2 separate regions of the Macaca mulatta genome follow, and region 2 is linked to region 1. The links are chromatin contacts, called in public Hi-C maps. All regions are on one chromosome and are shown on one strand. Each heading gives the region's core, a stretch centred on a gene start, on an enhancer-like site or on the middle of the called end of the contact. The rest is flanking DNA. Distances are from core to core; before and after follow the strand shown. Region 1 holds the start of SHISA4 (shisa family member 4). Region 2 overlaps ARL8A (ADP ribosylation factor like GTPase 8A).

Region 1 (2,741 bases), core at 169-2,668:
TATTTTAAAAAGTTTGACAACCACTAATTTGGCAAGCAATGACCCATAGAAGGCAAGTGTCTTCCCCAAGATCACACAGCTAGTAAGAAGTGGACCTGGGAATCAAACCCAAGTCTCCGCCTTTGTGCCAGAGCTTCTTCCACAAAGCCACACTGTCGTCCAGGTGTTAACCCTGAACCCTGCCTCCCCAGGACCTAGCAGGACCAAAGGGAGGGCTCCAGAAAGAACCTGGAAACCCCTGGCCCGGCCAAAGCCTATGAAGGTAACTAACATGCCTTTTCTGGAACTCCCAGGCACCAGCACCTAAGCACCTAGCTCTGCCGCCAAGCTGGAGTCCTGGTGACTCCATTCAGCTAAGAATGTGGAGGTCGAAATGGAGAGGAGGCAGGAGTCTGGGAGGGAGGAAGGGGAGGCCTCTGGAGAAAAGGATGGAGGAGGGGGTGAGAGTGGGGACGCAGGAACCCACCTGAAGGCCAGGCAGTGCTTCTGCTGCCTCTCGGTGATGAGCAAGGTCAGGTCCCTGCAGCAGTACCGATGGTAGCAGGTCCCGCAGCAGAAGGTGAAGAACTCGCAGTTAAACCCCGGATGCCAGGAGCCATTCCGGTCCAAGTACCATAGGCAGTCCTCGCCGGCCAGCGCTGCGGGCAGGGGTTGGGGGTGCCCAGTGGCCACCAGGCCAGTTCATCCCCGGCCGCCCTCGGCCCCACTGCCCCGGTGGTCCCCAGCCTGCTGGCTCCCGAACACTGAGGGTTGCCCCTTGTCTCCAACCTGAGGGTCTCAGCTCCGGAGCTCCAGAGGCCTCTGCCTGAAGCTGACCCTGCACCCCGGGGTCAGCCTCCCATGGTCCAGCATCCTGGCGCTCCCTCTTCCCGCTTCTTGAGGATCCAGCAACACCCAAGTCTCCCGTGGCAGCCTTGGATAAGCCTCGACCCCAAGCCCCTCGGATCGGCCCCTCCCCTTCCTCCGCCCCCATCCCACCCCATCCCACCCCATCCCACCCCGGCCGCATCACTCCCCATCCCCTTACCCAGGGGAGCCCCCAGCATCAACAGAGCGATTGCAGTGAGCGGCGCGGCCCGGCGGAGCCCCGCGGGTGGCATGGTGGGGGCTGGGCGCGGCCGGGGTCGGGCCTCCCAGAGAAGGGACCGCAGGACCAAGCCGGCTAGCTGGAGCTGCGGCGGGGCCCAGCCCGCGGCCAGGCTGGGGCTCCTCTTCCGCCTCCTCTGGGGGTGGGACTAAGCGCCCCGCCCGCGCTAATCCAGCCGGCGCGGCTCCGCGCAGCGCCCAGGAGTCCACCCACCAGCGACGCCCACCTAGCCTCTGGAGCTGGGTGCCCCTCACCCAGCAGAGCACTGCCCTGCTCCCCCTGTCCCCGGCTCCGCTGTGGTTCCTCCCGTCCGAGCCAACATGGGCACCGCGGGCAGTTGGGCACTGCGGCCAGGGAAGTCTGGCTGTGTCCTGGACCCGCCCCCGGCCTGGGCCCAATCAGTATGCTGGACTCCAGAAGCCCTGATCCTGGTGCCACCTCCGAATGCCCAGACACATGGGCCAACCCTGGAGGGGCAGGGCTGGACCTTCCCTTGTTGGGGACCTCCTCTGCCGCGTCCAGCCTGGGACATCCTGTGGGGGGCTGAGAGGGAAAGAGGCTGGATGTCACCCCGCCCCCATTCCCAGAACACAAGCACTCATTGAGAGGCATTCAGAGTGGCTTTGTCCCCAGCGGTGCCCACAGGCCTGGACCCTGCCAGCTGCACTGGCTCCCTACGATGGACCCTTCCCCCTTCAAGTGGACAGGGCTGTCATGCACAAGCCCATGGCTTCACTAGCAGGGAAGGCAGGCTGCTGGGGCCACCCGGGGCCCATCCAGTTATACACTCTTCACAGAGCAAGCCGGTACTGCAATAGCCACCGGAGCATAGGGAGGTCAACAGTTAATTTCAGGTGGGCAACAGTTAATTCCAGGTGGAGACAGCGTTTTAGGGTGGGAGAGGTCAATCAGTCTTTGCAGGTTTATACTGAGTGCCAGTGACTATGCCCCATGGTACATGAGGTACCCTCCGAGGAACTGCAAATTAAGCCAGGGAGATCATCAAAAGCCTACCTTAATCCCCTGCCATGTACACCCTTTACACGCACGTCCAGGCTTCCACATCTACCTCACTGGAATCTTTCCACAACTCTATTAACTAAGCAAGGTTGGTCGGTGTTATCAATCCCATTTCACAGACAGAGAAACTAGGACTCATGGAGGTTAAAGAACTTGTTCAAGGTAATACAGCCAGTAAATGGCAGAGGCATCAGGAAGACCCAAATCTAAATCAGGGTTGATCCCCAGCCACAACAGCAGACTGTGCAGACAGCGAGTATTTCTTGTGTTCTGGAGTGACAGAATCAGGGCAGGTCCATGGAAGGCCCAGTAGAATCTTAGTAGGTTAGGGAAGAACAGCTGGAAGAGGAGCTATCCCATCCTGGGTCCCTGTGGGTGCTGGCACACCTACCCAAGAGAGCTGGAATAGGAGAGGATAGGCTCCTGCCCCAGAAAATTGCTGGTAGCCTGATGGGCAAGAGTATGTCCTCACGCAGGACACAGTCATAAATGCAGCAGCAGGGACAGAGAGATGCCTCTGAATCCAGCACCACCTACTCAGTGTGCTCATTGCCATCCATCTCCTCTTTCCTACACTAAAAGCTCCATGACTGCAGGGACCACGTGGCTGTGTTCACTGTTGCCATCCAGCCCT
Region 2 (2,741 bases), core at 145-2,644, 260 kb before region 1:
TTGGCATCTGAAGCTAAGTGATTCTAGGGTACTTCCCAACTCCTAAGGAAAATGGGACATGCCCTCTTGGCTAAGGAGGTTGAAGGGGGGCCAGGGCTCTGTCCCCTGCCCTCTCCTGGCTGCAAGCTTGTCTGGGTTTGCCCTGGGCCTGGGATCCTGGGAGAGGACCAGCAATCTCACTCATCTGGGGCTGTTTCCAGGCCGAGGTGCCTTTCTAGATCCTGTGATCCTCAGTGAGGACTGAGGTTTGAGATAAGACACCTGGTTACCAGGAAGCAAGCGAGCATCCTCCTTCCAGAGTGCCGGCATGCAGCAGGTACTAATAAGACTTAAAGAATTTGTTCAAGGGCCAGGTGCAGTGGTTCATACCTGTAATCCCAGCACTTTGGGAGCCCAAGGTAGGAGAATCACTTGAGTCCGGGAGTTTGAGACCAGCCTGAACAAAATAGTGAGACCCTATCTCTACAAGTAATCAAAAATTAGCCAGGCGTGGTAGTGCACACCTGCAGTCCCAGCTACTCAGGAAGCTGAGGCAGGAGAATTGTGTGAGCCCAGGAAACAGAGGCTGTAATGAGCTATGATCACACCACAGCACTCAGCTTGAGTGACAGAGTGAGCTCCTGTTTCAAAAAATAAGTGTTCAGCCAGGCATGGTGGTACACACCTGTAGTCCCAGCTACTCAGGAGGCTGAGGCAGGAAGACTGCTTGAGCCCAGGAGTTCAAAGCCAGCCTGGGCAACATAGTAAGACCCCCCCAACTCTTAAAAAAAAAAAAAAACACACACACACACAACCTATTAAAGGTGAACAGGGAACAGACCATGAGTATAGGTAATTTGTCATGTTTGGGGCCCTTTGATGCCAAAACCTGGATGCATTTAAGAATCCCCTGGCCAAGCTTGCTCCATCACACTGGAGAATTGAATTCCCAAAGGGGAGGAAGGAATAAAAGGTTTGGGGCACTATGCAAAGTGCTTTATGTATCTTATCTCATTAAATGACCATACTCCTCTGTGAAGGACAGATTATTCCCATTTTGCAGATGAGGAAGCTGAGACTAGGTTTAAGTAATTGCACTCAGGTTCCAGGATAAGTGATGAGAAGGAGACTCCCAAGTGGAGCAGGGAGACGCAGTGGATTTCAGGCTCCCCTCATCCCCGTAACCTGGCATCAGGATCTGAGGGCTGGTCTGAAGTCTGCCCTTGGGTGAGCAAGCATGTCAGTGGCATCTCAGAGCATCCCAGCTCAAGTCCACCGCCCACCATGTGCCAACCCCCCCCCGCAAGCCTAGGACCCCGAAGCAACAAACCCTACATTGTTCCCCCAGCTGGCCCAGGCTGCGGGGACAGTGGCTCTTTCCCAAGACTGCTGGCCTGCTGACTGATTCTGCAAGCCATTCACATTGGCAGGCCTGGGAGGTGGCAGTGGCAGAGCCTTGGAGCCACGATCTCTCCCCCTTCATCTCTGAGTCGACCAACCAGCAGGAGGGAGAGGCGGAGGGCACCCTTTGTGGAGGAGGACTCCTAAACAGGATGTTGAGGGGTCTGCCTCCCCTGCCCTGGACTTCACCTCAGTTCACCCGGCCCCTTCCTGCATCCCTTAGGAAGCTGGTGGTGCCTCCAGGCCTGGCGGGGGGTGGAGAAGGAGTTGGGGAAATGGGGAGGAAATGGTCCCTAGGAGCTTCAGCGTGACAGGCCTGCCTTTGGTCCTCTCTCCAACCTGCTCCCCCAGCCATCTGAAGTTTCTACAGACAGAGCTGGGGACTTCAGTCACCGTGGCAACAGGTCTGCTGAGAAATGGGTGGGTGTCACTCCCCAGCACAAAGGGTGTGCGCATGGCGGCGCCATCACCTAGCAACGGCCTCCCTCTCTCTTGGCGGCATCACCCGCCCTGGGGGTGGGTGCCAGGGAGAGAGAACAAGGCCGTTAAGATCCCCAGGAGAGGGGGAGGGAAGCTTGGGTACAGGGCAGGCTGAGGCCAAGGAGTGTGGGTGGGTGGACAGAGGAGAATGGAGCCCCGGGTGCTCGGAACCCCTGCCTCTGCCCGTCCCTGGGCCCCCGGGACCCTTCCTGAGGCCTCGTGTGGAAGTTCTAGGTAGGCCTGGTGGGCAGAAGTCTGGCGGGACCCAGGACAGAGCTTCAGACAGGGGCGGCGGTTCTGAGGAAAGCTGAGCTCCCAGGCAGGGAGTGATTGGCAGCCTGGCTGAGGCATCACTTCTGTTTGATGCTGTGCCAGCTTCCCAGGGACCCACAAGGCTAATGGTGCCCTCTGGAAGGGCCCAGAGGTGGGGCTGGGGGAAGTGGGACTTCAAGGGCAAGACCCCACAGGAGGAGCTGCATGAAGCATCTGCTGGGGGCAGTGGGAGCTCTGGCGGGAAGGGTGGTGCAGTGGGGGCTGGGCCGGGGCAGGCCGGGGCAGGCAGCTGGGCCGTCTACAGGCAAAACAGTCCATTCTAAGAAACTGAACAAGAGCAGCTCTCAGAGTGACAAAGGTTGGGAAGTCCTGGGGCTCACAGAGGAAAGAGCACTGGCCTCCCTCCAAGGGGGGCTTTGTGGAGAGAGGGCATAGCAGAGACGAGGGCTCCAGGAGAGAGATTTTCCAGGCTTTTGACTTCCCAAGCAGCATGGGGTTTAGACCAGGATGAGGACTTAGGTCTCCCGGCTCCCCGAGCCCTCCATCCTCTCTGTCCCTCAAAAGCCATAAAACCCTTGGAGTCCCCAGAGCCACAGGGCTGTTCTGAA

What was found. Hi-C and Micro-C count contacts between places; a contact is called where the count stands out from the background.
Region 2: a Hi-C map of fetal cortex germinal zone shows a contact between it and region 1, with 3 times the contacts expected there. The contact joins the enhancer-like site here to the promoter of SHISA4 in region 1. A contact is called at or near these places in 5 of 14 Hi-C or Micro-C datasets (CD4 T cells, cortical neurons, fetal cortex germinal zone and 2 more).

Annotation. Positions count from the first base shown.
Region 1 is chr1:59,542,769-59,545,509 of T2T-MMU8v2.0, reverse strand. SHISA4 (shisa family member 4) reads right to left here and starts at 1,418. Exons shown (of 5, transcript XR_013417583.1): 1 at 769-1,418; 2 at 467-638.
Region 2 is chr1:59,798,229-59,800,969 of T2T-MMU8v2.0, reverse strand. ARL8A (ADP ribosylation factor like GTPase 8A) reads left to right here. Exons shown (of 6, transcript XM_078002961.1): 6 at 1-2,741. Among named protein-coding and RNA genes, the nearest start is that of GPR37L1, 8.5 kb to the right of the region's middle. Within about 2 kb of position 1,394, at least 15 of the 40 cell types and tissues checked have an H3K27ac peak or open chromatin away from gene starts, as enhancers often do. A contact at or near this core is called in cortical neurons and fetal cortex germinal zone, where this site is marked.